Linked DNA regions of Mus musculus: region 1 is linked to region 2. A link is a contact called in public Hi-C data. All regions are on one chromosome and are shown on one strand. Each heading gives the region's core, a stretch centred on a gene start, on an enhancer-like site or on the middle of the called end of the contact. The rest is flanking DNA. Distances are from core to core; before and after follow the strand shown.

Region 1 (5,251 bases), core at 280-2,779, 540 kb before region 2:
TGGCCTTTTTAGTTTTTAAGAGCCTCCCTCCCCCATGTGGTTGGGAGACCAGGTTTGCAGCCTTGGGGCAGCCATCTTCTCTCTGCTCCCCTTGCAGAGACCTGAGCAACAACCAGATTGCAGAGATTGCACCCGACGCCTTCCAAGGCCTGCGCTCCTTGAATTCCCTGTGAGTAGAACGCCCAAGTCTGGTGGGCTTTGTAGCAGGCCAAGCTCCTGATGGTTCAGAGCCCTGCGATGCTCTCAGGCACTGGGTAGCACAGACACACGATTGCACGGCCTAGCCGCCCCGGCAAGCAGAATGAACTGGACAGCTCACTGTTAGGGAAGACAGGAGGCTCCAGGCTCCCAGCTCCCAGCTCCCAGCTTCTATGCATGCCTTCTTGTGGAGGAGAGAGAGTCCAAGATGATAGGTACCGCCGGCTGTGGATGGTGCACATGAAGTTGTGCAGTGTGCAGCCCCCACAGCTGTGCATGACAGCCTGAGCACGCACTGGCACCGCGGAGATGATCAGACCTTGGGTAGCCTATAGGGGTTTCGTTTTGTTTTGTTTTTTCTCCTGTGAGATATGAATACAGTTACTTCTCATTGGATCTCATGTCAGTGTAGAAGAGACCAAAGGTCCATTTCAATGCATCCCTGTCACTCCTGGGGTCAAGGCCAGCTTTCAACTCTCTAGGAAACTGCATGCTGGGATCAAACACACGAATCTCATGTTGTCTGTTTCCACCATAGCCAGCCCTGGCCTCATCTTTCTGCCCAGGTTTCCCCTCTTCTCCATCTCTACCCTGCAGCTTCCAGCACAGCTGAGGGACAGGCATCTGACCACGTCTTGAGTCTGGCTGTCTTCCTGTAGGCTGCCATCTAGTTCCTCCCCCATTCAAGTCACCTTATGTGGTCCCCATGTGGTCCTTACCTCAGGAGGCCCATCTCCAGGAGGCAGGAACGTACCCTCCCCGTAGGCTAGATTTCTGCTAGATTTACCCCTGCTCTGCCGGCCTCTGGGAAGGCTCTCCAAGCCATATCTGAGGAGACGACGTGCAGGATTTTTCACTCTGACTGATTACACTAGGAGTGAAATGCACGCTCCTCACTGCGCGTGATTTCTTTATACTGTGTGCCCCCCCACCCCCCGCCCTCTCATTATACACAGGACTCATTCATGCTCAGTGCAGGAAACTTTGCAAATATCAAAGTGTAAAAATACACCACTTGCAATCCCACCACCTATCGCACGTGCTGTCTGCCGTTCTATTTTTTCCCCCACGTCTCTCTCAAAATATGTTCCTCCTTCCTGCCCAGAGAGACTGTTTCTCCTTTGGATCTGAGACCGAATTACTTTCTCGTGGGGTCCTTCTGAAGGGCATCTCTGCAGACTTCTGTGGGGTTCACTGGGGTTGGGAAGGGCAGAGGGGGTGAACACAGGAACAAAATTACACCCCCCAGTTGCAGAAATCTAACCTATGGGGAGGGAACGTTCCTGCCTCCTGGAGATGGGCCGCTTGAAGATTCATTACTGCCACCTGCTGGCAAGATGCTGTAGTAACCGTATTGGTGGAGAGGCTGCCTGTGGGTCTGCAGAGCCCTGCTGCGGTTTGGCAAAGATGCCTCCTCTGACTTCCCCTTCTGCTGTCTTTTCTCCAGGGTCCTCTATGGCAACAAGATTACAGACCTGCCCCGAGGTGTATTTGGAGGCCTGTACACACTCCAGCTGCTGTAAGGAACGATCTTAGGGTATCCTTAGGCCCACATCCCTCTGGCTTCCCAGAGACACTCCCACCCCACTCTGTTCTCTACCACAGCTTTCAGATGGTTTCTGTTGATAATTTTAGCTTGGGGTTGGTAGAAGCTAAGGGTCTGTTAATATAGCCCCAAATTGTGACCTTATAGTACTCAGGGTGTCAGAGCAGCTACTAAGGTGGGAACAATCCAAGAGAATTTGTCTCTAGATTGTCCATAGTCTAACTCTCCTCAATCATGAAGTCCTGGTCAGGCCACCAGCCTTGTAGAATCTTTAACATGGGGTGTGACTTTTTCTGAGAACTTCAGTTCACAACACACGTGGGGTACAAGACTCACCTGAGACAGGAACATGAAGAAAGGCTACGCAGTCACATGTGGAGATGGAGGCAGGCTCTCAGAGCTCTTTGCTGGACATCAGGACCCAGAGGTTCATGGGATGTCACCTGTGTTCTTTGGGGACAGGGCTGTCTCTTAGAGGGGTCCTCAGGTCAGCTCTGCCTCCTGGAGTCAAGAGAATTCAGGCCAGGAATCTAAACCTAGACAATACTATATTGAAACACCCCTGTGCGTGCATGGGGACCCTGTGGGATCCTGGACAGGAGGAACCTCTCTATCCCGATGCTATCCTGCAGTCAACTTGGAGACTCACCATGTGGACAAAGATGGAGAAGGCACTGTGGTGTGCCCTAAGGGCCCCAGTGTCCAGGACCAGGATGGTGCAGGGCGTGTGAAGGGTCAGGCCTTGCCCCTCTCTCACCTCCCAGCCTGGCTCTGCCTACAGGCTTCTAAATGCCAACAAGATCAACTGCATCCGGCCTGATGCCTTCCAGGACCTGCAGAACCTCTCTCTGCTCTCCCTGTATGACAACAAGATCCAGAGTCTCGCCAAGGGCACCTTCACCTCCCTACGGGCCATCCAGACACTGTGAGCTTCTCCTCTTCCTATTTCTCTCTCCCCGCCCAGCAGGTTGGCCTAGTGTGGGTACAACTTTGGGGTCTAAGTAGCAGCCTCTCCTCGACTGCTGTGTACAGTGAGGTGTCCTCCCACTAAGGAAAGATGTCTACAGACTCTTGAATGATCCTGGGTCACAGATCAGTGAAGACTCTCATTGACTGGGTGACCCTAGGACAAGTTAATTTGCTCCCCTGAGCCTTCCTCTTAACTCTCCATAAAACAAGGGCATCTTCATACAGTTGTTATGAGATTTACAGGTGTTTACAACATAAGCGCGCACAGAGATGTTGGCTAAACGCCAGCTTGAGTTTACTAATGGCAACGTTAACGGCGTCTCTGGATTCAAAGCCGTGTTTCCACATTAACAGCTCTGTGTTCTCAGGGATGGCATATCATTTAATCAGCAACACGTTCTTTTCTTAGAAGTTCATTAAGTAATAGTGCATCTGGAGAGTGGTAATGCTGAGTCTGATGGGAAACAGAGAAACCAGGAAGCACTGAATCTAGTCTCCGTCACTGTGGAGAGCTGTGCTCCCTTGCTGAGGGATGCAGTGCTCCCTTGCTGAGGGATGCAGTGCTCCCTTGCTGAGGGATGCAGTGCTCCCTTGCTGAGGGATGCAGTGCTCCCTTGCTGAGGGATGCAGTGCTCCCTTGCTGAGGGATGCAGTGCTCCCTTGCTGAGGGATGCAGTGCTCCCTTGCTGAGGGATGCAGTGCTCCCTTGCTGTGGGATGCAGTGCTCCCTTGTTGAGGGATGCAGTGCTCCCTTGCTGAGGGATGCAGTGCTCCCTTGCTGAGGGATGCAGTGCTCCCTTGATATGGAGAGTTGTGCTCTCTCTTTATAGTGTGTGCTCCCTAGCTGTGGAGAGCTGTATTCCTCTGCTGTGTAATGCTGTACTCCCTTGCTATGGAATGTTGTGCTCCCTCACTGTGGAGAGCTGTGCTCCTGGCCATGGAGAGCTGTGCTCCCTTGCTGTGGAGACTTCAAATCATAGCAGAAGTGGTAAAGTCCCAAGTGGCTCATTACTAGCTTTAACTCCAGCCCGGTCTGGCTTTTCTCCCCCAACCCTTTTCACACCACCCAAACTGGTTGGTTGGAAGGGAATGCCAGCCATTGTCTGTCCTCTGTCTCTGGCCTCTGCAGCCACAAGGACTGGGGATATAGTTCAGGGTCGGAGTGCTTGGCTTGCACGCATGGGGCCCGAGCTCTACTCTCAACAACACAAAATGAGCAAAACCTGCAAGACTGTTAGCATGTCTAAAAACTTAATAACTAGTTCTTAGAGACCATCAAACATTGAAGTCAGCGTTTGAACTTCTGCCTGTCTCGTGTGTGTCACACAAATTTTCATTCTCTGTTGGAGTCAAGATTTGATGTTGCCTATGCAACAGGATTGATGTGTTCCTAATGCCATTCTTCATCTGTAGACACGAGTCAGTTTCTTTCCTCCTTGATGATGTGGCAGGAAACGCCCCGTGTAAGCAACTGAGGAGGGAGACTTACTTATTCTGGGCTCACTGTTTCAGACGGTTCAGTCCATGGTCCCTGGGTTCTTGGGCAAAACTTCATGGAGATGGGAGCACCTGGCAGAGGGACTTCTTCACATCAGGCTGGAGAAAGAGGGAGGAAGAAGAGGAGGAGGAAGATTTGAGAGAGAGAGAGACACACACACAGAGAGAGAGAGAGCGCACCCTAGAAAGCTAGTGAAATGGTTCAGCAGGCAAAAGCCCTTGCCACCAAAACTGGTGTCTTAAGTTCAATCCCTGTGACCCACATGGTGGAAAGAGGACGGGCTCCTGCTGGTTGTCCTTCTACTTCCACAGACACACCACGGCGCATGTGTCCCTCCAAATAAATCAGTTCTAAAATAAACGGATAACCCCGGGAGACTATGGCCAGCGACTCTCACCCAGCTGGCATGGCCTCCTGAAGTTTTCACCCCTCCCCAAACAGTGGAAACCAAGACTTCAGCACAGTCTGGGAACATTTGCCATGGGAACGGGGTCCTCCGTTGCCTTCATCCCTCGTCATTCATTCATAGGTGACACTCCAGCCTTTGCTCTGTCACATTGGAAGTGTGTCACCATGTCACAAATCTCCCTGGCCTCTTTTTGTCTTTCTAGAATGAGTATTGGGTCTAGGAGCTTGGTTGACTTTGTGTTTGAATGACTGACAATAGATTGCTTCTTGGTAAGAGGCGTTCTAAAGCATGAGATGTCTGTCTGGTTGCCTTCTTCTTCCTCTTCCTCTTCCTCTTCCTCTTCCTCTTCCTCTTTCTCTTCCTCCTCCTCCCCTTCCTCCTCCTCCTCTTCTTTGTCTTCATGAAACAACCATTGACCTCTGTGGTGGTTAAAAATTCATTGTCACCTGACTGGATTTATAATCACCACGGAAACACATGGCAGGCTATATCTATGTTTCCAGAAAGGTTAAACTGAGGTGGGAAGTCCCTCCCTGAATGTGGGTGACGTTCTTCTCTGTTTGCTTCCTGACTTCCGGTGACCCCGACTTTCTCTTTCTCTTCCACTGCAGTACATCCCACCAGTGTGGAG
Region 2 (4,629 bases), core at 2,110-4,609:
CACAGTCAGTGACTAAGGGGGACTTTGACTTGTCAGCATCTGTTACTGGCAAGGCAAAGGCTGAGATGTCAGCTAAGAATTACAGAGAGATGGGGGATATTTGCTGAGGCAGAACAATACACCTGCCCGGGCTGGATAGGGGCGGGTCAGCCTGCGGCAGGGGTGACAGACAGTTCCTCTTATTGAGTTAGGTCCGTAGGTAATAAAATATAGACCTCCCCCCTCTCGCTTGGAATCAGTTCTCAGTGGCTGTAGCAGCTGGGATTTAAAAGGATATGCAGACTGGAAACCTGAGCTAGGCGAAGGAGTCCCGCTTAGGGCTGTTGTGGTCTGACTGCACAGTGCTCCCTCTTGCAAAAAGGTGATGCTCCCCCCTCCCCAATGCTTACTAGTTGTTTACTAAACACTCATCACAGCTATCAGCCATACCATAGATGCCGTTCTCAAATTGTATAGGCCTCCAATCTGTTTTTTTTTCCTTTGAGCGTATGAGTGCATTTGTGTGCTGTGTGTGCATGGGTGGCCATGTATTTGGGAGCATGTATGCACATGCTGTATGTGTATGCAGGTAGGACCCCCACTGGGCGTCGTTCTTCAGATACCACCCACCGTCAGGCTGGCGAGCCAGTGAGGCTCCGCCTCTCTAGTGTGAGAACTGTAAGAACACGCCGCCCAGCTGTCTGATCTCACTTCTGGGGCACAAATTTAAGTCCGCGTGCTTACACAGAGGCGTCTCCCCAACTCTTCCAGTGTACTTTTCTTTCTCAAAGTCTCGACAGTCATTTTATTGCACTAAATAGGAAGACCTCTAAATCCAAAGGGCTAGAGAGAGCCAGAACCAGGAGGAAGCAGAACTGACTGGCAGCCCTCAACCCCGTTTTCCCTCGAAGAGTATAAGCCAGCGCTGACCATCTGGAAAAGGCCACAGTGTCACCAGTCCTTCCCCAGCCTAGTGACTTTCTACTTTTCTCAGAAGAATAAGACATAATTATGGTGTCTAGTGCCTCGACCAGGGCTTCCCACCCACTCATGGTTAAAGTCCCTGCCTTTGTAAACACTGGAAGCCAGTTACAGTGGCACGAGCTTATAATTTCAGTGCTGGAGAGGCTGAGGCAGGAGGATCCAGCAAGTTTGAGGCCAGCCTGGGCTACTTAGTGACAATAATGCCAGCCTGGGCTACAGAGTGAGACCCTGGGCTTAAGCTGTAGCTCAGTGCCTGTTGCTTCCTTATTGTCTCAACTCGAGGCAGCTCAAGTGACACCCAAGTCCACGTGGACCTTCCTCCAAGCTGGTGAGACACTCTATGGCTACTCAAGGCCTGTGAACTGTGGGAAAGTCACCTCCATACTTGCTCAGGAGTTGGTAGTCATGCTTACATGTCACCTTAGGCTTGGCATGGGGAACTCTGCATGGCTGTGTCATGGGCAAAGGTCTGGACAAGCCACATAGACAATTCCATACTGGGCCCAGAAAGAACAGGGGTCTCTTGGATCTTGTTACCCTGCTGGGCTCTGTCCAGGGGCTGGGGACACTACTTCCTGTTCTCCCAGATCTTTAAGTCTACTTGTGGTCTTCATCATCCTGCCCGAGCCATAGTCTTAGCTTGGAGGAAGAGGATGTGTAGAATTAGACCTTAAAGGGCTCCATTGTATCCTGCAAAGTTCTTCATCCCAGTCTCTCTCTCTCTCTCTTCCCTTCTGGGTCTATCTGCACCATCTGGGAAGCCCACTGTTCTTCGACCCTGAAGCTTCAGTATTACATCTGGCCTTGAATTAATTCAAATGCAAGGAAGCTTTGGTTTCCTGGTCTCTGGCCCTACTTCCTGAGGCAAGGATAACAGAGGGTCCAGTGCCTCAAGGGAAGGGTGTGGTGTCTTCAGAATTATCAGGCAAAGCAAGCAAATAAAACAAAACAAACAAATAAACAAACGTCACCGATAGCTCAGCATCATCTCTCTACCGCTGGGACTCCCACAAAATATGCCACAGGACCCACGTGTGGCAGGGAAGGTACCTGCCCTCTGTGTTGTACTTCGAGTGCCTGGAATCCACACTTGTCCTTCATGGACTCACAGATAGACCATTCTTGAGCCCATATTTGCTCCTCTGTGGAGTGGCGGGGTCAGCTGCCACTCTGAGGGTCATTGCCTACTTCCTATCTTTCCTTCAGGCTGTGGTAAGGTGAGCCCAATGTCCACAGTGTCCTGACTGTCCTTTCTCTTTCCAGGGAGGTTCTGTGGCGATAAGATACCTGAGTCCCTTGTCTCCTCGGACAGCCGGCTCTGGGTGGAATTCCGTAGCAGCAGCAGCAGCCTGGGCAAAGGCTTCTTTGCTGTATATGAAGGTTTGTTCTTGATAAAGCAGTCAGGCAGGTGGCCACTGGCAAGCATCTGTCCTTTAGCGCAGCCTGCTTCCTTCCCTGGAAGGCAAAGGCCATGTGTGCTAAACTCTGTCACTGTCACAAGCTCAGTGAGCTCTCCGCTCAATCCAGCTGGGGTATCAGGCATCAGGGTAGAGAGTCCTGTAGAGATGGCAGTGGCCTCTGGACACCTGAATGAGCGTAAGCAGGGGGCCTGACATCTCTGGATTCTTGCTTCATCAGAAAATAGAAAACGTGGTGCTACGCAGACGTTCCGTTCCATGTAAGAGAAAGGCTGTGAAATCACCCTGGGGCAGCTTCTGCGTGTCTTAATCCTCCCGGCTCAGAAAGGAACTGAACTGGAAACATAGCAAAGCCCACTTTGCCTTGAATCACTGAAAATTTGGACAATCCAGATTTTCTCTGCGTAGCTACACGGTTATCCAGAGTTAAAAACTCAACTCTCTCAAGGCCCGGGTTGTTAAACCCAGAGGCAAATGCTGGCTCTTGGAGCCACCTTGTGGCAATAAGTAGCCATTCACCTGTGTTTGGAAGACCCTTTCTTGTCTTGTGTTCTCTCTAAAGCCATGTGTGGGGGAGACATAACCAAAGATGCAGGCCAGATTCAGTCTCCCAACTACCCTGACGACTACAGACCTTCCAAGGAATGTGTGTGGAGGATCACAGTGCCCGACGGGTTCCATGTGGGACTTACCTTCCAGTCCTTCGAGGTGAGCGCTGCTAGGATGCTTTCCCCCGGTGTCTATAAAGACAGGGTCTTATAGTAACCCCAGCACTCAGGAGGGCGAGGCAGGAGGAAAGTGAGTTTTAGGCCAGATTGGACCAACCAAAAAACAAACGGAAGTGACTGGGGGTGGGGCCTGGGGAAGATGGCTCAGTGGGTGAAGTGTTTCCTTGTCTTGCTGGCACAAGGGCCTGAGTTTGACCCCAAGTACCCATAAAGCCCCATGTATACTTGTAACCTCAGGGTTGAGAGGCCATGCAGGCAACCCCAGGGGCTTGCTGGCAGCCAGCCTAGCCTAACTGGTGTGCTCTGGGGAAGTGAGAAAGCCTGTCTCAAAAAACAAAATAGTGTCTTCTGAGGTTTGTTTACCTCTGACCTACAGAGAGAGGTCGGGGGAGAGAGAGATGCATACACACATAGACACACAGAGAGATACAAATAGACACAGACAGATACACATAGACACACATAGACAGACACATACACAGAGCCATACACATAGACACAGATACGCTGACACACACACAGAGACACATATACTCAGATACATACATACAGAGACTCACACACACACACACACAGATACACATAGACACACAGACACACACACAGAGCCATACACATAGACACAGACACACAGACACACAGAGACATATACTCAGATACATACATACAGAGACTCTCTCTCTCTCTCTTCTCTCTCTCTCTCTCTCTCTCACACACACACACACACACACACACACACACACACACACACACACACAAAGAGATGACTTTCCACTTTTGGTTAAGAACAGGAAGCCAAAAGTCCATTTCAAGCCCATCTTCCTTGTTTCTCTTAGAGCCTCCTCAGCCTGATTCATCTTGACTTTTACAACAGAGACAGACTGGACAAGCTGGGTATGAACTCAACCTGCTTAGATTTGAGGGAGATGGTTAGGTTTTGATTCTGAGTTAAAAATCCTTGAAGCCAAGCCAGCCAGTGTCCCCAACGTGGCCCCCGTCTTTCTCTTTAGATCGAAAGGCATGACAGTTGTGCATATGACTATCTGGAAATCCGAGACGGTCCCACAGAGGACAGCACCCTGATTGGCCACTTCTGTGGCTACGAGAAGCCGGAGGCCGTGAAATCCAGCGCTAACCGACTGTGGGTGAAGTTTGTGTCCGACGGCTCCATCAATAAAGCGGGCTTTGCAGCCAATTTCTTCAAGGGTATGGCTTAGCGGTCTGTTCCTGTGTTTATTCAATGGAAGAACTATTGCTTTCCCCGGTGTAAGAATTCCAAAACCTGTATGAGACCTTAGCAGCAAGCAAAGCTCCTGCAGGGAGGAGGCTGTTCATCTTGAACTGCTGATAGAGCCCTCCCTGTGGGGCTCGTCCCTGTGAGAATCAGGCTCCAGTCGGCTTCTGCAAAGAAGCTATTGGTGATTCTTTCGAAGGGTGGGTGTGTGCGTGCATGCGCACGTATGCGAATGTGCATGTGAAGGCCTGAGGGTGACCTTAGGAGTCTCTCTCAAACACTTTCT

What was found. A called contact is a pair of places that touch in the nucleus more often than the background predicts.
Region 1: a Hi-C map of B cells shows a contact between it and region 2, with 1.7 times the contacts expected there. The contact joins two enhancer-like sites. A contact is called at or near these places in 1 of 15 datasets of contacts at CTCF or cohesin (large pre-B cells), 7 of 484 Hi-C or Micro-C datasets (B cells, the N1E-115 cell line, bone marrow-derived macrophages and 3 more), 2 of 115 datasets of contacts at active chromatin or transcription factors (astrocytes and embryonic basal ganglia) and 1 of 9 other capture datasets (embryonic stem cells).

What each region holds. Positions count from the first base shown.
Region 1 is chr19:41,643,434-41,648,684 of GRCm38.p6, reverse strand. It overlaps Slit1 (slit guidance ligand 1), which reads left to right. Exons shown (of 37, transcript NM_015748.3): 11 at 98-169; 12 at 1,646-1,717; 13 at 2,526-2,669. Among named protein-coding and RNA genes, the nearest start is that of Gm52407, 42 kb to the right of the region's middle. Within about 2 kb of position 1,529, at least 24 of the 459 cell types and tissues checked have an H3K27ac peak or open chromatin away from gene starts, as enhancers often do. A contact at or near this core is called in B cells, where this site is marked.
Region 2 is chr19:41,103,366-41,107,994 of GRCm38.p6, reverse strand. It overlaps Tll2 (tolloid-like 2), which reads left to right. Exons shown (of 21, transcript NM_011904.4): 11 at 2,227-2,343; 12 at 2,944-3,089; 13 at 4,120-4,315. Among named protein-coding and RNA genes, the nearest start is that of Opalin, 29 kb to the right of the region's middle. Within about 2 kb of position 3,359, at least 6 of the 459 cell types and tissues checked have an H3K27ac peak or open chromatin away from gene starts, as enhancers often do. A contact at or near this core is called in B cells, where this site is marked.